Regions from separate parts of the Zea mays genome. Here regions 2, 3 and 4 are each linked to region 1. Evidence: chromatin contacts called from public Hi-C data. All regions are on one chromosome and are shown on one strand. Each heading gives the region's core, a stretch centred on a gene start, on an enhancer-like site or on the middle of the called end of the contact. The rest is flanking DNA. Distances are from core to core; before and after follow the strand shown. Region 1 holds the start of LOC100274911. Region 2 holds the start of LOC100192473. Region 3 holds the start of LOC100280392 (Electron transfer flavoprotein-ubiquinone oxidoreductase mitochondrial). Region 4 holds the start of LOC109943509 (trihelix transcription factor GTL1).

Region 1 (3,297 bases), core at 348-2,847:
CAGATATCAAGCGAGGTGATGTTTCTAAGCAACACTTTCCACCAGTACGATGTTCTTGGCACGTCAAAATCTTGCGACAGATACGTAGTTTTTTTTTTTGTTTTTCCTCCCAAACAGCAGCTCTCAGTCTCAGGTTCTGAACGCCGCCCCGAATTTACCCAGCTCGACATATATATATGGCAACATGCAAACATACCGATACTTCTATATATATACAGAGGTAACATATATGGCAACATCTTACACAAGGAAAAAAATTATCACGGATTTAACACCCTTCTTCTATGACCAGAAATAGAAGGTATCCCAGCGATTTTAGAACCAAATAACGAGCGTGGTGAAAGGTTAACATACTATAGTACTCATTAATTATTTAGTCCTGTTATTGACTTTATTAATTATCTAGTGTGCGTAATTTAAAAAAGACTACGTATTTCATTGATTCCAGTTACCAATTTACATTGGGCCATTCTGGACAAGATCGTGTTTAAAGGACATTTACATTGGGTGATTCTGGACAAGATCGTGTTTAAAGGGCATTTACATTGGGCTTGTTTGACAGGACTCCGCCTCCTCTGAAAATTGAAAATGGCTCTGGCTCTAACTTTTTTTATAGGAGCTGTTCCTCCATTAGAGCCGCCGTTTTTTTTGCAAATTATTTGGAACAGCTCTCCACAGTCACGCAGATGGCCAGACCGCAAGCCCACAGCCGCTGACTGCTGCTTGCTTGTTTCCGCGTATTGTCATCTTTGAAGGAAGATGACCACTCGTCCACTCGCCTCTGGAGACAAGCAGAAAGGTTCTGGAGACAAGAAGAATGGTTGCACGGGCACATATGGAGCTGCTCGGAGCCACTTTTTACGGCTCTCGCTCGGGCACCTAAATTAGCTCCGGCAAGGAGTCAGAGCTGTCCGGGAAGCACTAAGTCTAGGCTAGTTCCAAACATTTGGTGGCTTACACCGTGGAATATGGAAATGGAACGTAATTAACGTGACGCGGTAGCTCACATCTGCATTTAATAAATACAACAAATTCAGCCATTTATCAGCTGTTCTGGATTTTAAAAGCTCGGGTGGCAGCATATCTGCATGGTAAAAGGAAAAAAATGATCAGCTCCATGTATTCTTTTATACCGTAGCCAGGACGAAGCCGGCTCAAAAATAACCCTGAGTGTGACTATATATCAAACGTAAAAAATATACAGTTTGAAAATAAACACACGATAGATTTAAGATAGTTATTAACAATATTTTATATTATCCATGTGCCCGTGCATCAGAGAAAACTAACGTCGCTTCGGCCCTTTGTAGCAGTCAGTACTCGGTGATATATATAGATAGATAGATTATAGATATAGATATATATACCTTGGGGGAAAACGGGTCTGCGGGGATACGCGCGTCCTAATTAGCCAGCCAATTAATTGATACTTCATACAAATAAATATTCGTTGATCAGTCGGATCATCTATATTTATGTGTGCCAGTATATGTTCCGAGTGAACAGTGGCCGCGTCGTGTCACGTGTACTTGCCCCACCCCCAGTCCCCAGTCCTCACCATGCCTTCGCCGCGCCGCTTTCCAGTACCACCACCCCTATATTCGTAGCGCCCATCCCACCGAGCGCCACACGGCCGCCAGCCAGACGACGTTGTTGCCGTCGCCTCGCATCCCAGTCCCAGCGAGCCGCCGCCCGGAGAGCAGAGACTGAGAAACAGAGATCGCATGGCGCGCTCCCTCGTCCTCGTGGCCACGCTCACCGGTAAGCCTGCCCGTCGCGCGGCCGCCACGGCATTCATACATGCATGCACGCATTCGTTCACTCATCATCCGATCCGGGTATCTGATCTCCGCGCGCTGGCTTTGCATGCAGCGGTCCTACTGGCGGCGGCGCCTCCTCCGACGCGGGCGGCGTGGGTGGAGTCGGACTACCCGTCGAGCGTGCCGTGCGGGGTGACCATCCCCGTGGAGCAGTGCGACCCGGCGGTCACGGCGGCGAACGCCGCGTGCCGGGACATGTGCCACTACGGGGGCCGGCGAGGCGGGCGGTGCGTGTCCCCGGGCCGGCTCGCGCTGGTGCAGGGATGCCATTGCAGGTGCTAGCTCGCCGGCCCGGGCGGCCGCCAACGCGCGTGACGTGACGGGCGGCGGCCGGGCCGGGGCAGGGGGGACGCAGTGCCTTCCCCGTGGGAAATAACAGGCCTGCATGACGGCGTGCGGATAGCAGTGTGACCTAATCGTATCTAGCTCTGTTTGTTGATGCTGTGATCTGTTGACTTGGTACAATGCTACAGCACGCAATGTGTTTTGTCCTGCACGTTCTGTTTCCAATTCTTCGCTATTTTCTCTTTAGCAAATTGCATGTTCCGGCTGCTGCCAGTGGGCGAGCAGTATCGACATGCACTGGTTATTTGCTAGTGCGGCGACTGCGTAATAGATCAAAGGCGAATGAACACATTTTCACACAGTTCACCAACGAGTCGAGACAAACAGAGGCAACCTACCGGCCTTCGTTGGAATGCGACTAACCTTCCAGAGGTCCGTAGTATCTGTCTGGAGAGTGCTTACTGTATAAGCCTGTTCTCTGATTATCGCAGTACGTGTTCTCTAATCATCACTGTATAGCCTTACCAAGCGAGGATATGGAGCAAGTTTGTGTGACTTGCCTGGGTACCTTGGGCCTTGAACAGCCGTGTGTTTCCTTCCCTGCTTGAGAGAGCCAAATCGGCGCACGTTACTCGCGCCAGCAATCTTTCTCACAAAACCCATCACAAAATTTGCCTGGTGTAAGTTGTTCATACTAGCACGAGCGCTGCTTTGCTGGCAGCGTACGAAAGGAGAAGCTACGCTGCTTATTCCCCGGCAGAGAATACCACACCTCAGAAACAGTTGTATGCCTGCCAGGCAAGGTTTACAAATCAGTACACGGTTCATACATCATCACGACTCACAAAAGAAGAAGAGTTACACCCGTTTTAAAGACTCAACGAGGCAGCATCGCCACAAAACATCATCCATCCAGCCCTTTCTGCTGAAACCCTGCGCTGTACCGGGAATCAAACAGTCCTATATCTTATTCACACTTCGCAAACACAACAGACTGATCAAGGACACGGGCACTGGGGTGTTGTCCCTACAATGAGTATCAAGTGGCCGGCATCAGGGAACCTCCAAAGACACCCGGCTGGTGGAGGTGGACACTATGTTCTGGAGCAACCAAGTACACTCATCAGGATGGCTGTATAGTAGATGCATTCTATCGGACGAGAAAAAGGCAAAAGCAAGAGGTGCGCAACAA
Region 2 (3,297 bases), core at 317-2,816, 430 kb before region 1:
CTAATATTTCAGTAAACTACTCCCCTCGTTCTAAATTATAAGACATTTGTCTTTTTTAGATACATTCCTTTTACCATGTATATAGACATAGTGTATACCTAAGTGCATAGCAAAAGTTATGTACCTAAAAATGCCAAAACATTTTATAATTTGAAATGGAGGAAGTAATAGCTAAAAATAGAAGGCAATAGCATAAAAAGATGCTTTCAGATGGACTTTACAAGTTTTGGATTTTGAAATTATGTTACAAGACGTCTATTGAGCCCCAAATGTACAGTACTATCATTCTATTTAGGATGAGTTGGACCAATGTGATCTGCTACTAACCCCAAAAAATGAAAACTTTGGATGGAACAAAACTAGAAAATCTGTGCTTAAACAAGCATCCAACCAGTTCTTAGATACACAGCCTCAACAATAAACAGTGATCCCAGATATCAAGTAGAACAATCTATGCTTTATACCATATCATGCTAGCTTATCATCATCAGTTGATCGTATCAATAAAATGTACATGCTACAAGGTCAAAAGATAATAGAATCACTGTCTAAATAGTCTTAAATTTTCCTTAGTCCAATGTGCAGCGCAGAAAATGATGCCATGTGAAATCTAGTAGAATGATAAAAATACCAGAAACTGAAGAAAGAATGGTTAAAAAAACAAATGGCGAATCGCCTCTACAAAAAAAAGATAATGAGTATTTATCATTTTTTTTAAAAAAAAACTGCAAGTTATCTGTGGTCTATCTATAGGACTGCTAAACTGGCATGGAACTCTAGCAGTTTTTAGTCGATGAAAACTCCCAAGGTGACAAGCACCCAAGTACAAGAGTCCCGAGAAAACATTTGAACTCTCCATCACAACCGCCCACGCCTACAATATACCGTGCAAAACAATAATTGCCTTAAAAGTGCTAAAATGCAGGTACATGCCTCCGTTGGTCTTTTCAACTGAGCCTTAAGACTAAGCAATGACTAGTGGCAGACCAAGTAAATGTGATGTCAAAGCAAGATCCGAATTGATCTGGTAAGGGTTACACGGATCAAAACTCAGCCCCGATTTCCAAGCCACCAAATCAAGAGTAAAATCAACTGCAGTCGACCAACGGATCTCACGCTAGATTAAACAGCAGACGGCACCCGCTGGCAGAGCACCGAAGAAAACCCAACGGATTACATGAGGGAGAAGTGCGTCACGGGAGCTCACGATGTTGTTATTGAGCTGATCGAGATCCAGGCACTTGACCGCGACAACACCCTTAGTCGGGAGGAAGATCGCGCGGTACACGACGGCGTGCGCACCGTACCCCACCTCCTCCATCAACCGGTAGTCGGCGGGATTCACAGAGAAGGACGGCGGCCCCGCGGCAGCACCCGCGGCGCCCGAAAACGCCGAGCGCCTCACGCTACCGTTCCTCCCCATGGAACCCGAGGGCCGGAGGTAGCACCCGCCGCGTTATTCCGGCGCAACAGACGGAGCTAGACTCACCCCCCAACGGAGCCGCCTGCCACCGGGGCGTTGACCAGTGTCCCGCGCAGTCGCGCGTGGACGGTGAGAAAGAGAGAGGGGACAGGGGAGAGGGGAGGAGGGAGGGAGCCAGGGAGGAAGAAGAGGAGATAGCGAACGGAAGGACGTTTGGGAAACGAGGTCGTAAAAAGGGCTGAAATTAATTATTTCGTCGGTGACGTGGCGGGGCCGCGGGGGCGAGGCAAGAGGTGCGGTGCGGGACCGACTTGCGGCGATGTGCTGGTAGACAGAAACTCAGAAAGTATGGCTCCTGACAAGTGGGCTCCTGTACTGATGGGTCCTGTTAGCAGAGGCCAGAGGGGCACAACGCGGGAGACTTCAAGAGAGGCGCGTGTCGCCGCCTCCGATGCTGATCATAGATTGGGATTGTCTGAGGAAAGCAGTTGTACGATTTGTCAGCGTTAGTTCAATTTAGGAAGCGAATGTTCTTTAACGAGAATGACTTACGTCAAAAAAGATGTAACTTTATGGTATCCAATAGCTAAAATAAAATTCACTAGTCACTTAGATCTAAAGATCTATATTTTAGTCGTTTTAACTCTTTCTGTTTAAATCTTTAACTTCTAAATGACTAAACTTTAGTCAGTTTTATTTTAGCTACTGTGATAAAAAAACCTTAGATTCAGATTTTGAATAAAATATATTTAAATTAGTTGGTAAAATATATTAGTATTTATAAGTCTAAATAGATATATTATAAAAACATATTCTATGATTAATAAAAAACTATTTATTATACACATTTACACATTTGTCCACTTCAAAAGTTTGGATGGCACATTATCTTTAGAACTAAGGTGGTGTTTGGTTCCCTATGGATTTTAAGAAGTTGGATACTACACGAAATTCATTATAAATCCTATTATCAACTTATGTTGAGATTGTGAGATTGGTTTTCTCACTTGGTCTCTCACCCCTTTTCCTGATGATGAGGGAGTTCCTACAGATGACTTCGCCACTTAGCCTGAGGCACATCCAGCTCAACAGATGCCACCTTCTCCACCTCCTCATCAGCAAGGACAGTACTGGCGGCTCGCACATGGTTATTTTGATTCGTATTTTTAGCAGATGTGGCATGGACTCTAGACTCATATGGATAGACGATTTCAGAGCATGATGACACATGTGGATGGCCGCTTTGATGCTATGCGGTGGCCAATATTCTGTTCTACACAATAAATTCTCCAATGTTGACACCCAGCTGGATGGGGTCCATTCACAGTTTGTTGATCTTCGCACTCATATTCAAGATACTATGCATGATCTCATTATGAGCGGAATAAACAACATGCAACAAAGCTTTTGAGACAATATAGGTGCTATGTCTACTCAATTCGAGACTCTGTCTACCAGTAACAACATTCATTCACTGAATAAGAGGCGGCAACAACTTCAGAATGGCTTAGTCAGTTCACCTACATCTTTGACAGCTTCAGCTCCCACTACTACAGTATGTATCCGTGTCCCCCACCTGGTGTGCAGTGACACCCCTTTGTGGAAATTGATACCAAAGGGGGAGAGAAATAAAGATGGGATCAGGGGGAAGATGGCAATCGGGGGGAGCTCGCAGTGACGCCCCAGTATGTAAGGAAGGTTTGAAAAACAAAATTTACTTTTCTATAAAAATATGCAGTGTTGTCATCAATTACCAAAAAGGGGAGATTGTGAATCATCTAGGCCCCTTAGTGGTGTTTTGGTAATTAGTGACAACTGCTTGTGGACTAATAGTTCTTGGAAAAATAAGAATGCAGGATTGGACCACAGGAAAC
Region 3 (3,297 bases), core at 513-3,012, 420 kb after region 1:
TTTGGTACCATCCTTAGCAATACCAACATCATTGGTTGCGACTCCTGTAACTATTTGATTTTCATCATAAAGTATCTGTTAGAGAAGAATTCAGAGAGATATTAGTCCTTCCACATAAGGGTTTCTAAAATGAATACTGATGATACCTCACTAGCAGCAAAACCTGGATACACTTCAACACCCAACTCTTCAGCTTTTGTGGCCATCCAACGCACCAATTGGCTCAAGCTGGACACAATTAATTTTTCAGCAAAGCCTGACCCTCTAGAACATGAGGAATGTCGACTTCCAGAAGATGAACACAGCAAAATGTTGGCACCTGATCACGTAGTTTCCTTTGTTGTCAAATGGAGATGGTAGTGTCCAAGCTTGGTTCTTCGTTAACAGCCAGAACTTGTCAGATGAAACAGGAACTCTGATTGGAGACTGTCAAACACAACATAACCACATTACAAAAAATAGCTCATTACATGGTTTCCGATCTGCATTCCTGACAAGAAAATGATTAAAGTAACACGCATACAGCAAGACAAATGTATTCAACAAAATGTACTCCATTGTGCGATCCAAATTCTCATAAGGTTTGGATTTCTAATAAAAATCGAAAGTACAGTCATAGAGACTAGTAACTGGAATTGTTGTATACCTGAATTGAAACTAAATAAAAATAGTCACGGTCAGTTGAATGAATCTAAGTCAAATGTGAAGTGAATGAACCACAAGCTCACAGAGGCACATGTAATGCTTGGTTTGTATATGCAGGAGAAATTATTCTAAGGGGGTGTTTGAATGTACTAGAGCCAATAATTAGTTGGCTAAAAATTGCTAGTGAAATTAGCTAGCTAACTATTAACTAATTTACTAAAAATAGCTAATAATTGAACTATTAGCTAGGATGTTTGGGTGTCTCCAGCTTATTTTAGTCACTAAGTATTAGGGGCCCCTTTGGTAGGGCTTATTTTTCAGCTTCGGCTCTGGCTCATGCAAAAGTTGTGTCAAACACCTCTTTTTCAAATGGCTTCACCAGTGAAGTGCTTTTCCAAAATGAACTAGAGGGCATGAGCCAAAAAAAGTGGCTCACCCGGCTTCAGCTCACGTCATTTTTGCACAATAGCCCTCCCACCAGTCCAAATTATTATTTTTTGGTCCTGCCCTCAATCCCTAGCCACGTACAGAAGAGATATACATATACAAGGGTCTTTCTGAAAAACAACCTATAAGCCGTTTTGCCAAATGATTTTTTAGAATAGCTTTGGCTCATTTAAAGAAGTGGTTTCACATCGTGAGCCAGAGCCAAAGCTGTTTTTGGAGAAGCCAGAGCCCTGCCAAAGGGCCCTAGCTCTAATGCATTCAAACACCCCTAGGTAAATAAACTCGTCACAGTTCAGAATCAGAAGACAGAAATGCGTACATCCTCTTGCCTCCACTTGGGAATGAGCTCGTCCAAGGCTCGGGGCTCAAACACATTCCCCGACAGCACATGAGCACCTGCAGCGCAACCAGAAATTTGGCCAAATCAGATGACGGAGAGCACATAGCTGCTCCTGAAGAAATGAAGGGAAGCGTGTTATGCGAGGCGCGCACCGACTTCGGAGCCCTTCTCCAGGACGCATACGGAGAGGTCGGTGTCAGCAGCGCGGCAGAGCTGCTTCAGCCGGATCGCCGCGGCGAGCCCCGCGGGCCCTGCGCCCACGATCACCACGTCGTAGCTCAGCGCCTCCCGCCCGCTGCAGAGCCACCTAGTGGCGCCCCAGCCAGGAGCCAGGGGTCCGCGGGGAGGAGGGGGTGATGCCCTCGCCGCCGACGACGACAGCGCTCGCCTTGTCGCAGCCGCGGCTATCCGGATGGCTCGTTGCATTGCTCTCTCCTGCTCGGGAGCCCAAGGTATTCTGGGATTTTTGGAGAAGGAGGGGTCTGGCCATCCGAAGAAGGCCGGGAAGACACGGGAGTATGGGGCAGGGCCGCAGGGGAATGGCAGTTTGTTGAGTTTTTTTTTTCGAAGATTAGATGAGATCGCTGAGGTGGACCGACCATCGGCGTGGCCGCGTGGGGTGTGTTTGGTCCTCACTGAAGCGTAGTCGTTATTGTTACCCTTTGCTACTAGTGTAGTCTAAAGGCTTCTTGATTAGAAATAGAATCAGAAACACAGGAGACACAAATATATAAGAGAAACTGTTATTCTGAGTCATGTATTTAGCTCACTGGTTACAATAAATAGTGGTGTCCTCCTCTATATATATATAGTATAAAGTTAGGATTTCGGCTAGCTAGGTCACATAGGCCTTTGGGACCCAAACTGGTTTCTTAACACTCCCTCTTGGCCCTTGTTGGGACTTATTCTCAAATGCTATAAATTAAGAACAAGGCAACACAAAGAATAGATTAAAGGTTAACGTTTTTCGTCCTTCGAAGCATTATTTCCCTTAGGATATAACGATCTTCGGACGAAGGTTATGAAGGACATACCTTCATAAATATGACATGTATAAATAGAGGATGAAGCTTATGAAACATAGGAAAACAACATAAACAATTATATGACATCATAATATAAGTATCTATTATTAAATAATCATGAGTACATGAGAGCAATATCAAATTACATTTGTACCTTGAGCTTGACAGAAGGCAAAGGTAAAAGTAAGATGCGAAAGTGTGAACAGTACGGGGTACTGTTCACATATTTATAGACACAGGGCGCAGCCTGTGTGAATTTACATTCATGTCCTCTACAAATGATTACAATCATAACACAGGTTATCATGGGCCGATTGGTCATTTCATCTTTAAGTCGGTGCATCTAGAAGTACGCTACGAAGCTCCCTAATTGGTAGCTTCGGCATTGTTCCTGTTCTGGCCTTCCGAAGGTGTTTCTTCTCATAGGACCTTTGGCGACGAAGCAGACCCCCAACAGTAGCCCCTTCACGGTGCCAGATCGTTTTTCGTAACGAGCTCGACCCGTGAAAAATTCTTTTAGGCTTCGGAATGCCGAAAGTCCGAAAAACACCTTCCCTGAGCTCATTGTCGAGAAACGATTTAAATATTTCGAGTGTGAGGTGGTCCCACCATAGGACGGGTACACACGATCTGGTGATTCTCCTCGCGCCCTGCGGTCCACCGTTCAGTGAATGCGAGCGACTGTTCGGCGGGTGCAGGTGGCTTGATGATTCACCTTCCCACATGTAGCACTATATAAACAGACGGGTAGGTGTGAAGTTACCACAACATTCATTACTATCGTACTGTTGTGCTGCTGAAAAATTTGACCATAGCCGAAGCTTATTCTTCGTATTCTCA
Region 4 (3,297 bases), core at 413-2,912, 290 kb after region 1:
GATATAATAATAATAATAATAATAATAATAATAATAATAATAACAACAATAACAATAACAATAACAATAATAATAATAACAACAACAACAACAACAACAATAATAATAATAATAGGGTCATAGAAAAAATATGCAATTAACCCACAAATGCTAATGTAGATAGAGAAAAATGATCTGTACAAGGCAAGACCTTTGCCTATTCTAGTACCTGTATCGAGTGACCATAGCGGTGTCCCAATGCACCTCAAAGCCCCCCTGTTCTGAATTTTAGAACCATGTGAAATGAAGGCCAACACTAACTTAAGCGGGGAATGATATAATTGGGGTGGTTAACTTAATTAATCATCCAGATTTTTATGCCTAATCATTGAAAAGGGCCACATGAGCATTTATTATTACCTGGAAAGTGAGGGATTAACCACAACATGCCAATGCATGGCCATTTTTATACTCCCCTGCTCCACTTTGGCACGCATCTAGCCCCACGCTTTGCACATGACTCATGGGCCCGGTGGATGCTTTGGTCCCACAAGCCAGTGGCGTTATCCTTCACGTCACTTTGGTGGGGTGGATTTGGGGTGTGGGGGGATTGGGGGTCCGCGTTAATCGCCGTGCACGTTCTGCACCTCTTTCGCTCTCCGGGAGGGCCCACATTACAGCTGTTATAATGTGGTCTTGTCTGCCTCATCACAGCCCTATACTGCCTTTATAGTATCTGTTTTGTTTTCTTTCTACTCTAACTAGTTTTGTTTTGTATGTATAATTGTTAAAGTTTATTTGCTATTTTATCTCATCTGTGGATTTTCGTCTACAAAATGAACCTTGGGTCAAGGTAATTTGTTTTGATGCCCCCCTGATTGCTCTAACGGGGCGTTTGGATCCCTTCATTTTAAAGGAATTGGAATTCACTCAATAAAGTAACTTATTTAGTTTCGAATTTGGCATTCCACCACTTTCCAAAGTTCAGATATAAGCCTATCTAAAATTCATAGGGTGGAGGATAGGAAATGATTTTATGCATGATTAGAATTTGTTTCTAATCTGTAACTTACATGACACTCTTCGTTCTACTCCTCTATAATAAAAATGTAGCACATAAATATCTAGGACATCTTGCTAATAATAGTATACAAATATATTTTGTATAAAAATGAATTAGCTTAATTGATATATGCATAAATTACTATTATTAGAATGGAATTCAATTCCAGTGATCCAAACGGGGCGTAATAGTCGTTGCACCTTAGGTTAGTTGCCACCACATAGAGCAGCTAGTTAGTATTATATTCTTTGTAAATATGCATAACTTTTATTGTATATTTACCGGATGTTATTATACGTATAGTTACCATGGGCACAAGATAACATCCAAAAATTACTGTATTTCAAGCCCAGTAATAATCTTATGCATAACAAATGACTACCGCGTATTAGTATGTAGCAAAATAACTAAGATGATCACAGAATCCAACATATTCCTTCATGGGGATTGAGGTAGGGGAGTTCTGTAGAGAGGGTATTTGTGCCCCTCTCCCTTTTATTACAAGCCTCCCCCATCTCTCTCACCCCTTTCTCACTCATCCCACAGTTTCCAGCACTCCCTCCCTGTCTCTCCTGCCTCACATGCTTCTCTCTCTACCATTTTTTGCCCCACACTCCTCTCCCTCTCTCCTCTGTCCTTTTGGTTTTTTACTAATAAGTTGTATTAGGCAGGGAGGTAAAGCCCCCCTGACAGCGCAGCATCTTGTTTGTTTTATCTCCCACATCATCCCTCTCATCATCTTCTGCACACCTCTCCATCTTTCTATCTCTCTCCTGCAGCAGTACTCAACATTTCTCAACTTTCATCTTCTCTCTCCTTCACCCTACATACCCCCATCGTCTTCCTTACCCTCATCACAGATATCATATTCTCCTCATCTTTCTCTCTCCCATCCTCCCTATTATTTATTGGAGGCTACTTATTGATGGTATCTTAATTATTTTTCCTCTCATCTTCCTCCTCTTGAAGGAGTACATTTTATTTTTGCCAGCGTTCCTGTAGTACTATTAGTGCTTCCTCCCCCTTCTTCTTCTCTGGCTACTTCCTTCTTCTGCATCTCTTTCCCTTCCCCCCCCCCCCCCCCCCCCCCCCTCTCTGGCCTCCTTCCCTTCTCCATACTCTTATCCCTCTGAGGTCCGTCTCTCCTCTTCCCAGTTGTCCTTGCCTCCCACCTTTTTCACCTACCCCTCATGTACTGATCGTCTCACGACCTCCATTCCCCCGTGGTAACACCGGGCGACGTGCACAAGTGCGCGTGTGCGGGAGCAGGTGCTGTTAGCATGCAACAGCAGCAGCACGGGGGAGGAGGCGGCGGGGCAAGCGGTGGAGGCCCAGCGCAGCAGTTCGGCGCACAGCAGGTGGAGATGCCGCCGCCATTCTCGCCGGCCGGCGGCGCCGGGCAGCGGATCTCGCTGGCGGAGGCGCCGTCGCCCATCAGCAGCCGGCCGCCGGCATCGACGCCGGCGAAGCAGTACGACGAGCTCGGCGCGTCCGGCGCCGGCGCCGTGGGCTTCGACGCCGAGGGCCTGGCCGCCGCAGCAGCTGGCGAGGAGGGCGCCAGCGGCGGCTCGGCGGGCAACCGGTGGCCGCGGCAGGAGACGCTGGAGCTGCTCAAGATCCGGTCCGACATGGACGCCGCCTTCCGGGACGCCACCCTCAAGGGTCCCCTCTGGGAGCAGGTCTCCAGGTACGTAACTAGCTAGCTGAATCGCTCGCCACGCCGTACGTCGTCCCGGCGCGCCTCCGCAACGGAATTCTCGTCGGCGGGATGCTGCATGAAATCTCGTCGGCCTTCCGGGACCGGCCCCTGGCGCCGATTTGGTTAGCAGGCCCAGTTAATTAACTACTACTTACCCGGCTAAAGAACACTTCTTTTGTGCTTTTTTCCTTACCCATCCTTCACGAGAACAGTGGCTTTTTCCATTTTAAAATAGCTCGATATCGCTCTCCTTCCCCACTTTTCCAGAAAAAGAAATCCGCTCTGGTGTTTTACCAATCTCTTCGTCTCTCCGATAGGCAGCACTAGACACGAGCAGCAATATTGTTCAGATCCAAAGGCATCGATCCCAAACTTTATCTATTTGGCCTCTGAATTTCTCGCAAAAAAATGGGAATTTTTATTCGCAGTTTCTTCCTCCTATGTGCTATGCATTCTTCTTGGGATTTACCACTGCTAGTGCTGCATGCATGGGTGTATGTGTGCATATGCCTTTCTTTATCTTTTTCCATGGGTACCCAAATCGAGTAAAATTCTA

Evidence for each region. A called contact is a pair of places that touch in the nucleus more often than the background predicts.
Region 2: a Hi-C map of leaf shows a contact between it and region 1, with 6 times the contacts expected there. The contact joins the promoter of LOC100192473 here to the promoter of LOC100274911 in region 1. A contact is called at or near these places in 2 of 25 Hi-C or Micro-C datasets (leaf and tassel).
Region 3: a contact with region 1 is called in a Hi-C map of root tip, with 9 times the contacts expected there. The contact joins the promoter of LOC100280392 here to the promoter of LOC100274911 in region 1. A contact is called at or near these places in 7 of 25 Hi-C or Micro-C datasets (bundle sheath, ear, leaf and 2 more).
Region 4: a Hi-C map of bundle sheath shows a contact between it and region 1, with 5 times the contacts expected there. The contact joins the promoter of LOC109943509 here to the promoter of LOC100274911 in region 1. A contact is called at or near these places in 9 of 25 Hi-C or Micro-C datasets (bundle sheath, ear, leaf and 3 more) and 1 of 3 datasets of contacts at active chromatin or transcription factors (leaf).

The regions. Positions count from the first base shown.
Region 1 is chr1:228,773,722-228,777,018 of Zm-B73-REFERENCE-NAM-5.0, forward strand. It overlaps LOC100274911, which reads left to right and starts at 1,598. Exons shown (of 2, transcript NM_001331225.1): 1 at 1,598-1,761; 2 at 1,873-2,316. The coding sequence starts at 1,725. The coding sequence ends at 2,102. LOC103643367 (sphingoid long-chain bases kinase 1) reads right to left here. Exons shown (of 9, transcript XM_008666530.3): 9 at 2,829-3,297. It overlaps LOC103643366, which reads left to right. Exons shown (of 2, transcript XM_023301333.1): 2 at 1-28.
Region 2 is chr1:228,338,879-228,342,175 of Zm-B73-REFERENCE-NAM-5.0, forward strand. LOC100192473 reads right to left here and starts at 1,567. Exons shown (of 22, transcript NM_001137693.1): 1 at 1,208-1,567. The coding sequence starts at 1,423.
Region 3 is chr1:229,196,187-229,199,483 of Zm-B73-REFERENCE-NAM-5.0, forward strand. LOC100280392 (Electron transfer flavoprotein-ubiquinone oxidoreductase mitochondrial) reads right to left here and starts at 1,763. Exons shown (of 18, transcript NM_001153316.1): 1 at 1,585-1,763; 2 at 1,412-1,488; 3 at 320-426; 4 at 147-228; 5 at 1-75. The coding sequence starts at 206.
Region 4 is chr1:229,063,162-229,066,458 of Zm-B73-REFERENCE-NAM-5.0, forward strand. LOC109943509 (trihelix transcription factor GTL1) reads left to right here and starts at 1,663. Exons shown (of 3, transcript XM_020546729.3): 1 at 1,663-2,729. The coding sequence starts at 2,323.